2 separate regions of the Mus musculus genome follow, and region 2 is linked to region 1. The links are chromatin contacts, called in public promoter capture Hi-C maps. All regions are on one chromosome and are shown on one strand. The core of a region is the stretch at or near the end of the contact, and the rest is flanking DNA. Distances in the headings are between cores, read along the strand shown.

Region 1 (4,846 bases), core at 1,495-3,994:
AGCTTAATTTATGTAGCTTACAGATAACTTTATATAAATAAAATGATTTCCAGTATTTAGTTTATCTGGGAGGCACTTTTGTTGTCTACCTTTGTTAAGTGAGGACAAATAAGTAGTATGTTATTGCTTCTCAGTCTGTAATCTATTGATTTTGATAGTTTTTCACGTGATGCAGCCTGTTTTGATATCTTGGTATTTAATATTTTTTTCTGATGGTTTGAAGTTTTTGTTGCCTTTCTGTAAGTATCATTTGCTCATTAACAGGACAATATATCTAGTGTGTGAGGGCAAGAGGATTTATCAGGGGCAACAGGAAGCGTAGGGGACTGCTGCTTTAACCCCGTGGTGTTTCTTATGGTGGGGAGTAGATACAATAACATGGAATTAACTGTGATGATCATACATCAGTGTGAACTACAACCCTCCCGAATCCCACTCTGAACCAATTAAAAGGTGAATTTGGTTTTTTGAGACAGGGTTTCTCTGTAGAACAGCCTGGCTGTCCTGGAACTCCCTTTGTAGACCAGGCTGGCCTCAAACTCTCAGAGATCCAGCTGCCTCTGCCTCCCGAGTGCTAGGATTAAAGGTGTGCACCAACGCGCATGGAAAAAGGTGGATATTTATTTCAGCAAAAGACATCGTGACTTTAAAAATTAAAGCACATAGCATACTGGATATTTCAGATCTTATCCTTGATTTATGGTGATGGGCATCATAGCTGAAACATGCCATTCTGGCACTAAAGTGCTCAAGCATTGGACCATTGATTCCCTGACAGAAGTTAAATCATCTGACACCAAAATGCATGCTTGTATCATGTGCTTTTAAGATGTTTGTCCTGTCCCCACAATAAGTGTGGCAAATAACATTAACATGGAGGCCGCACTGCCCGCTGTGTCTTTGCATTGACTATGGGACATGTAAAGGCACACGCTAGTCGCCAGGACATAGGTTACCGTGACATCGTCTTTGATACCAACATTATTTTGTCTTCATCTTATTTTCTCTCAACTTCTTCAGCTCTCTTTATTTTATATATTATGAACCTTTGTAAATTGCCTCCTATCTGATAGCTCAGGGCAAAATATAAAGATATACTAAGTGCAAAAGAATCTCATAATTACAAGGAAAAATGTAAATGTGAATTTGAGTAAGGTACCTAAATTAGCTTTGTACTAATATGTAATTAGGTGATTATTTTTATTTTTAATTTTTAAAAGATTTTTTAAAATTTTATGTATATGAGTACACTGTAGCTGTAAAGATGGTTGTGAGCCTTCATGTGGTTGTTAGGAATTAAATTTTTAGGACCTCTGCTTGCTCCTGTCAACTCTGCTCACTTAGTTCTTGCTTGCTCTGGCCCGAAGATTTATTATGCATAAGTACACTATAGCTTTCTTCAGACGCACCAGAAGAGGGTGTCAGCTCTCATTACGGGTGGTTGTGAGCCAGCATGTGGTTGCTGGGATTTGAACTCAGGACCTTTGGAAGAGCAATCAGTGCTCTTACTTGCTGAGCTATCTCGACAGCCCCAATCATTCTTTTTGTTTTGTTTTAATTAATTTATTTATTTTGTGTATCTGAGTACACTGTTGCTGTCTTCAGACACACCAGAAGAGGGCATCAAATCCCATTACAGATGGTTGTGAGCCACCATGTGGTTGCTGGGAATTGAACTCAGGACCTCTGGAAGAGCAGTCAGCGCTCTTCCAGCACTGAGCCATCTCTTCAGCCACCCCCTTCCCCCATCATTCTTATAGTTTCCAAATTTTTAACTTTTTTTAGAGTCAAGGAAACATGGTGGAAGTTGTATGCAGCAGAGGGGAGCCTAGAAGCCCGAGAAGACTTGCCTGCTAGAAGAATGACGTGCTCTTTGACTATTTGCTGAGTTACAGAATCAGGGGAGGAGGAAAATCGACACGTAGCAATGGGTCAATAAGAGGAGGACAAAGGGAAAGGCAGGGAGCTGCTTGTCATTCTTAATTGCATGCATCACTGCCTGTCTGGTGTGCATCCTATCTAAATCCCACTGTATGCAGCCAAGTAAAAGCTGTGCGTGGCGTTCTTTTTATCCCCCACAGCTGTGTGTGGATCACTTAGAAGGACATTGTTTTCATCTCATGAGAGACATCATTACATAATATTTTCAACATGACAGCCTTTATTATAAAATAATGTCTCCAAAGAAATTTTAATTTAGTTATCTATATGTAGTATATTCTCCTCAGATTCTCAGTAGTTCTCAAATAACCCTTTAACTAGCCACATCTTCTATTCATTTATTTTCCAGCCGCCAGGACAGTTTCGTGTATTTATTAGGTGCTTATTAATAATTAACCATGCTTCTGTAGCTTTGCATCATCGTTTTCCTCAGCAGACAGATGTGCTGCCCTGGTTCACTAAATGCAGGCGTTTGATATCATCTCCTGCAGGTTGCAGTGCCCCCTCTGCACTCCTTCACGGGGACTCTCTTACAGAGGTTCGTGTATGCTGCTGCATCTTGGACCTTTTCTGCTTTGTTACCTTGCACATGCCTTTGTCCTCATGATTCCAGGAAAAACCTTGCAGGCGTGGGTACTATTAAAATTTGCTTGCTGAATTCAGCTCTCTAGTGCTTTCCCAGCAGCGTTGTTTTAAAACATGTTTGTCCTGCTGCCTTTCCTGTGACCCTTCACTTTATTATTTAGCTTTGTGAAAACGGAGCCCTCCATTCTTACAACTCCCCCTGCGTCACTTCCGGTTCGGTGATCCCTCTCCAGCGTTCTGCTCCGCAGTGCTGGGCACTGTAATGTCCTTGGTTCCTGCCCCTTTCCTCCCAACTGCCCATTGAGCCTAGAGCCTCAAAGCTGCTTAAATTATTCTGCACTATGAACCTTTCATCTTGCCTTTCAGAGACCAGATCCCAACAATTGCCCCACACCGGTGATAGTTGAGCCCCTAACTTAGTCTGTGTTTTGATTTTCCTGTCCTATCCCCGACTTCGAAGTTCTTTCCAGTGGTTAGAGTGACTCTGAAAGGGCAATAAAGCCAGGCTCACCATTCTTAGTCAAGCATACCGTCTGGGAGCGGGAGTCTATCCAATCCATTTGTTGGGGCTTTCCTGGTCTTCTGTGATCTCTGCTTCCCTTTTCTACAGTTTCAACTTCCTCTATACCAGCCCCGCACTTTCTGGTATTATATTATATTATATTTATTTTTGTTGTTTTTAAAAACCCCAGGACTTCCCACGCGGAAGCCATGGCGTGTGTTCATCTCCTCATCCTGGCTTTGTCCTGGTCACAAGATTTGCCTTCCTTGCCATTCCTCCCTGTCCTTGTTATTCAGCATCATACTTAGACTGTAAACTTTATAAAGACAGACTCGTCTTGTGCCTGCTACAGGTCCAGCAGGGTCACATAGACAGTCAGTACTCACTAGCCAGGCATGATGGTGCATGCCTGTAGTCCCAGCACTCTGAAGGGCTGTGAGCGTTAGTCAAGTGGAAACTTAAGGGCTCTTTGGAAAGTTGGTTGGATGTGTTTTGCTGGGGCAAACTTGAGAAGGAACGTTTTGTTAAAGTGGACACAAGTGTGAAAGGCTAAGGCAGACTCATGAAGGAACATTTCGCTGAAGCAGACACAGGAGACAGGTAGTTCTGTGAAAGCAAGCCCATGAAAGGGCACGCGGTGAAGGATTCTTTGCTAATGACAGGCATGTATTGGTCTGCCTTACATTGCGTAGTTGAGTTCCAGTTGTTGGGACTGCAGACTCGGGCTGATTAGGCGCACAAGCTGAGGCAAGACATGTGGAGGATAAGTGATGTTTGGAGGGTATAAATAGGTCTCCACAGAGTGATGGAGACAGAGCTTGGCTTGCTGGTAAAGCTAGCTGTGCTACACTTGTGGGTCGCTCAGTCTTTGCTGATCTTTGTTTGCCAAAGAGAAGCACAGAGCTTCTGGCGTTCCTGTTGGTCCCTCCTGCTGACTTGAGCTGAGGCAGAGGCTGAGGCCTGGCTGGCTCTGCTAGGTCGTGTCACTGCTGTTGCTAACTCTGGTTACTGGACTGCTGGTGTATCTGTGAAGTGTTTGCAAGTGGATCGAGCTGCCGCTGCCTGCTGACCTGTGAACTGAACTGCTGATTTCCAGACAACACAGACAGGAGTTGCTCCAAAGAATCTTTCTAAGCAGGTCCACTTCCTCTGTATTCTTTTTTTTTTTTCACTATCTCTGGTGGGTGGTGAGCTACAAGGGGATTAAAGCGTTAACCCCCTTAAAAACAAGTTTTTTGTTTTTAAATAAGGTTATACTTCGGCCTTTACCTCAAAACAAAACAAACACCCAGAAATATTTACTACATCCAAGAATAAGAAAATTATTGAATTAATGGTTCAGGAACAAGTGAGTAAATTAGGACATTGTTTTAATGAATAAATTAGAAGGTTGTTGTAGTGTACTTTCAGTTGCTGTGACAAACACCAGGACCAAAAGCAATTTGAGGAGGAAATACTTTATGACAGTTCCAGGGAATCGGGCAGAACCCGAAGGCAGGAACTGGAGGCAGGAACTGGAAGCAGGACCTTTGAGGACTGCTACTTCCTTCCTGTGGCTTACACACTTTGCTTTCTTACACAGTCAGAGACCACACAGTGCCCCTGCCCACCATGGACTCAGTCTACCTACATTCATTCCTCATTAGTCATGCAAATGTCCCACAGACTTGTCTATAGAATAGCTCCTGATATTCCATTTTTGATTCTAGTCTATGTAAAGTTGCCAAAAACCTAACCAGCATAATGGTTTTAAGGTTGGTTTGTGATTTATATCCTGATTTTCACACTTATTAAAATTGTTGTTGCAACATAAACATT
Region 2 (5,457 bases), core at 2,709-5,208, 82 kb before region 1:
AGCAGGGAATAAATGAAGCAACCCTGGGAATAGGGGGTGAGGGAGGGGCCAGACTGGCAGCCCTACCCAAAGGGCAAACCTACAGCTTTCCACAAGCATTAAAGCCATTGGAGGAATTTGATATAATCATGACCCCTTCTGAAGGATAGAGAGTAAAGTGCTCTTGGGGACCTGAAATCACAGAAGAGTAGTATCTGTGATGGAGGGTGGAGGAAGGGCCAGTTTGTTTTTTTATTTTATTTATTTATTTATTTATTTATTTATTTATTTATTTATTTATTTTTGGTTTTTCAAGACAGTGTTTCTCTGTATAGCCCCGGCTGTCCTGGAACTCACTTTGTAGACCAGGCTGGCCTTGAACTCAGAAATCCGCCTGCCTCTGCCTCCCAAGTGCTGGGATTAAAGGCATGCGCCACCGCGCCCGGCAGAAGGGCCAGTTTTACAGTGGTTGGGCTCAATTGGGTTGGAGACAGGTTTCCTTTTGTAGCCATGGCTAGCCTGGAACTCATAGATCTCTCTGTTCTGTTTATGCCTCTCAAATGCTAGAATTAAAAGCTTGTGTCATCATGCCTGTTACCAGGTTCTTGGCCGTTTGTCCAAAGAACTGAAAATAAAGGCTCACAGAAATTTGCAGAAGTGGTAAGATAATTTCAAAATGAAGTGGTAGTACAGATTAGAAAAAGATTCCTGTCAAGAGTGTCTGTGGGTCACGTGACAGAGTATTCAAGGGCCCTGATGATTGTATGGGGTTTCCTTTTATGGGGTTTAAGTGATTTCTTTTTTTTTTTTTTTTTTTTTTTTTTTTGGTTTTTCGAGACAGGGTTTCTCTGTATAGCCCTGGCTGTCCTGGAGCTCACTTTGTAGACCAGGCTGGCCTCGAACTCAGAAATCCGCCTGCCTCTGCCTCCCGAGTGCTGGGATTAAAGGCGTGCGCCACCACGCCCGGCAAGTGATTTCTAATGGTCTATATTTTGGTTGATAGATTGGATCATGTAATCATTTTTCTGCTGTGTGTGTCCCCAGAAGGCATTAGATTTTAACCTTAAGCATACTCAGTCATATGTAGGCATAAGGTGGTAAGTAGGCTTTCCTCCCTAAAAGTTCACATGAGGACAGTTTTGCATTAATATACAAGCACCCAAAGCCAGTTTAGACTGGATTGCCTTTTAATTTATAGTTTATTTGAAAAGAAACAGCGTATGGGTGGTTATTGTTAGGGGAAGAGCAACAGATCATTGTCTAGAGAATAGGTAGCTTGATATAGGTGGGGGTTTTACTTAGTTGCCAGGCACATTCTTTGGAGTTGAGTACATTGATTGGAGAGGAATTTGTGTTGTAGGATATTTGATCACACTGTGAACCCCAAGATTGTCTTGTTTACTGGAAAACCCTGCTTCTAGTAGTGATGTGGCTCAGCCCTTAGTAACACACCTTTGATCTCAAACAATGAAGGTCAAGTGTTAGTTTGTAGAAGGAAGCACCCATGTCTAAAAGTGATGTCTACTTGAGTGGCAGACAAAGTGATGAACCAGAGAAAGATTTGACAGAATAGGATATGCCCAACTCTCATGAATAAAGAGAAACAAGGGAAGGAGACAGTTTTACTAATATAGTTGTACAGAAAGAACAAGCTAGATGCAGGTGAAGACGGAAAGAGTCAGAGAATGAGAAGGACTCAGAACATCAGAACATATTGCCAAAGTTAGTATGAGGTCAGGCAGAGCAATTCAGGAGAGGCCAAGAGAAACCAGATTGAATCAATCAGCATGGAAAGGAGTTTGGGCCAGAACAACTGAGTTGACTAGGTAGACAGAAATCAGAAAGAACTAGGGAGGGGTGAGCTTATTCAACATCAAGTCTCAGAGGCTGAAAACATTCTAGGCCTAGATTAGATTGTATGGAGGCCAGAAGCTTCCAGGACTAAGCCTAGGTTAACAGATGGAGGCAATAAGCCTTGGAGAGGACAAAATTACTTCAGGTGAATAAAAGTTACATGCAACCAAGCAGTTTGTGTGCACAGTGCATGCAGCTAAAGGAGCTGGTCTGCCAAGACCATAATTAGAAAAGAGGGATGCACATACCTCAGTCTCTAAACTGTGTGTGCTTGCCTGTCGCAGTTGGATGCATACACATTGAGAAGGTGATGCAACAGGGCTTAGGCCGCTCTGCTGGCAACCTCCACAGCCTGAGGAGCTCCACTAATCTTTTAGTGGCCTCAACCGGGCCAAATTGGGATTTGTGGTTTGGATGTAGGAAAGAATTTCAGGACTAGCCAGTATGAAGCAGAGATTTTTGTTAAAGTTTTTTGGTTGGTTGGTTTGGTTTTGGTTTTTCGAGACAGAGTTTCTCTATGTAGTCCTGGCTATCTTGGAACTTGCTCTGTAGATCAGGTTGGCCTCAAACTCAGAGATCTACCTGCCTCTGACTCCTAAGTGCTGGGATTAAAGGCATTTGGCATGTGCCCCTACTGCCCTGCTTCATTAAAGATATTTTAATATAGACTTTAAACATGTCAGCAGAAAAAACTAAGAAGACATGCTAGAGAGCATGGCTGTGGGCTCCAGAGTCGCCAAGTTTGTGTATGGGCTCAAGGGGGCGCTGTACTTGTCTCAGCATTGGCCATATATGCCTTTCTGGTGGTTTGCAAGGTACATCTTCAAGTTTGCAAAGAGACCTTGTTTTGTTGTTTTTCTTTTCTCTCTCTCTCTCTCTTTAGATGAGTGATATTATAAGGTGATTCGGGCATAACTTGAATGGAATTTCAGTCTCATAAGGTAAATTCTGAAGCCACCAGGGCTACACAACAGGCTTAGGACACATCCTTTCCCTATAAATGGCTTTCAGGTGAGATTACTAGGAAATTGCAGGTTTATAGCTATGAAGGGAGAAGGGCTCTAAGCAGTTGTTAATAGTGCTGCAATTCTTGTATCTCTGAGGGGAAGAGGCATCAACATGATTTCTGAGTAAGGGGCTCTGCTCTGCTCTGAGTGTCTCTGTCTTGCCTCAGTTTAGTAATCATTTCCGCTTCTTACACTGGGTGGGACTGGAAAGTTGTGAGTAACATTGGCAGACAGAGGTTTGAGTTCCCAAGTTCTCCCTCCTCCTGCTGAACTCTGCTGGTTGCTTCTGACACACTTCAGACAACATCTATTGGCTGGGGCTTTAGCCAATTCAGGCTACATAAAGACAGTGGTGTCTAGGGGAAGTGAGAACCTACTGGCCCCACAGACCACAAAGCTAAGTGTGACTAGCACTGGGTTCTGCTGTGCAATGAAGGGAGGCATCTATAGTGAATGCAGTGTGACGGACAAGTGATTCTTGACTGGCTTTGTTACCACAGTTGTTAGGGTCAGAGCCTGGCCCCACCGTGGCTCAGCCACCCACCTCCAGAGGCCAGTTAAAACACTCATACACAGCATAGTTAAAGACAGAAAAAGGAAATTTATTATATGTAGCCACAACTGAATGGAAAGAGGAACAAAGGTATACTAACCATCCCTCAAATTCATCTTCAGCTTCCTGGCTTGAGTTTTTGTATAGTGTGTGTGTGTGTGTGTGTCTGTCTGTCTGTCTGTCTGTCTGTGTGCGTGTGTGTGTGTGTGTGTGTGTGTGTGTGTGTGCGTGCACTTGTCCATGTGCACTTGCAGTCCAGAAGGTACTTGGTATGGAATATCTTTCTCCACCACCTCCACTTTATTCTTTGAGATGGGGTCTTTCACTGAAGCTGGAGGTCCCTAAGTCACTAGCCAGGCTTCAGGAATCTGTCTGTCTCCACTTAACACCTGGAGTCTAAGATCTCGCCACACACCTAGGCTTTTGTTTTGTTTTGTTTTGTTTTATGTGGGTTCTGAGGAACTGAACTTAGGTTCTCATGGTTGGGTGGCAACCACGTCACTGACTGAGCCAGCTTGCCAGCTCAGGCTTAGACTTAAATGGAAGACAAGGGTGTGCATGACTAAGCACACTGGCCAAGGTGTGGTCATGCTCATCACTGCTTGGCTCCAGTGAAGTGAACTGGCGTGATTAGCTGTCAGGACTGTGTGAAGTAAATACCCATCTGAGAGACAAGCGCCTCCTGTGGTTGGCACTGTGCCCAGGTTTTTTCTTCTCGCAGGATCAAATTCCCTGGAAAATTCCAAATTTCTTGAAACTACTGTTTTCAATAGTATGATGGGAAGGCACCCAAGTATCTTTAAAACATTTTCAGTCCTGCTAGGATGGCTTGAACCTAGGCAAAACAGCCAGAGCAGGCAAAATGGCAAAGGACTACGCTTCAACAGTCACTCCCCTAAACACAGTCCTGGGAGACCTGGATCTAGGAAGAAGCCATTCCAATTCTAACAATTGATTTTTACTAGGTTTAAAGTATTTCTAAACTTTTCGTTTGTGTGCTTGTTTTTGTTTTTGGTCTTTTTGAGACAAGGTTTCTCTGTGTATTCCTGGCTGGCCTGGAATCTGTAGACCAGGCTGGCCTCTAACTCAGCGATCCACCTGCTTTTGCCTCTGAGTGCTGGGATTAGAGGCGTGCTCCACCACCACCACAACCATCGAGTATATTCTTAAGAATTCTGTCTCTGTCAAGGGAGTGAGAGACAGACATCCCTAATAGACACAGTGAAGGCGTTGAAAGTATGTGCAGCTGAATCATAGCAGAAAAATCCTGGATGCTAGGGAAAGATGTGGACACCAGCGAGAAGTAAGTTCCAAGTAAAAACTGATGCCCTGTTTATAAAGCCAGCTAAGCACATAATGACCCATTTTAAGCGCAAACAATAAATAAATGACAACCAATACTGCCATGTCTCACACTTATCTCTGAGAACCAATCCAGACATGGAATTCCAGTATAAGCACAAACTAAATTAATTCACAAGGAATACACGAGCATTGCGAATGCCTGCTTGAAGAAGTGTTACACACAGGAGCTAAAGCAGGGTAAAGTGTTTGCCTAAGAAGCCCCAGGCTCTGGAATCCGCAGCACTGTATAAACCTAGGCAAGGGAGCACACGTCTGTGATCTCAGCACCTAAGAAGTGGAGGCAGGAGGATCAGAAACCCAAGGTCTTCTTCATCTACAAATCAAGTTCCAGGCCAACCAAGGACATATAAGGCCCTGAAAGAAGGAAAGAAGAAGGAAGGAAGGAAGGAAGGAAGGAAGGAAGGAAGGAAGGAAGGAAGGAAGGAATAATAAAAGAAAAAGCAGCAGCCAGGACTGGCCATTCACAGAAGAGGAAGAAAGTCATCCATCGACCGACCCAGGAAAGAATGAAGTTTATGGCAGAAGAGATGTCAGCATATCTGTCTCACTATACCAGTGAGCCCCTAGGAGATGCACACAAGAAACATGGAATAGTATTTAACCCAGTTAGGAAAACTATCAACAGAATTACAGGAACCAGCAAATACTTCTCAATAGTAACATAACATAAAATGCTCTTAACTCTCAAAAGATGCAAAC

What was found. Capture Hi-C pulls out chosen DNA fragments and counts their contacts.
Region 2: a contact with region 1 is called in a promoter capture Hi-C map of adipose tissue. The contact joins two enhancer-like sites. A contact is called at or near these places in 1 of 484 Hi-C or Micro-C datasets (macrophages), 4 of 115 datasets of contacts at active chromatin or transcription factors (double positive thymocytes, embryonic stem cells, intestinal crypt epithelium and 1 more) and 3 of 9 other capture datasets (adipose tissue, liver and pancreatic islet).

The regions. Positions count from the first base shown.
Region 1 is chr2:60,087,604-60,092,449 of GRCm38.p6, reverse strand. The region is part of intron 1 of Baz2b (bromodomain adjacent to zinc finger domain, 2B); the gene reads left to right. Among named protein-coding and RNA genes, the nearest start is that of Gm13570, 8.7 kb to the left of the region's middle. Within about 2 kb of position 2,744, at least 62 of the 459 cell types and tissues checked have an H3K27ac peak or open chromatin away from gene starts, as enhancers often do. A contact at or near this core is called in adipose tissue and pancreatic islet, where this site is marked.
Region 2 is chr2:60,170,507-60,175,963 of GRCm38.p6, reverse strand. It overlaps a transcript of Baz2b not described here. Among named protein-coding and RNA genes, the nearest start is that of Marchf7, 37 kb to the left of the region's middle. Within about 2 kb of position 3,958, at least 174 of the 459 cell types and tissues checked have an H3K27ac peak or open chromatin away from gene starts, as enhancers often do. A contact at or near this core is called in adipose tissue and pancreatic islet, where this site is marked.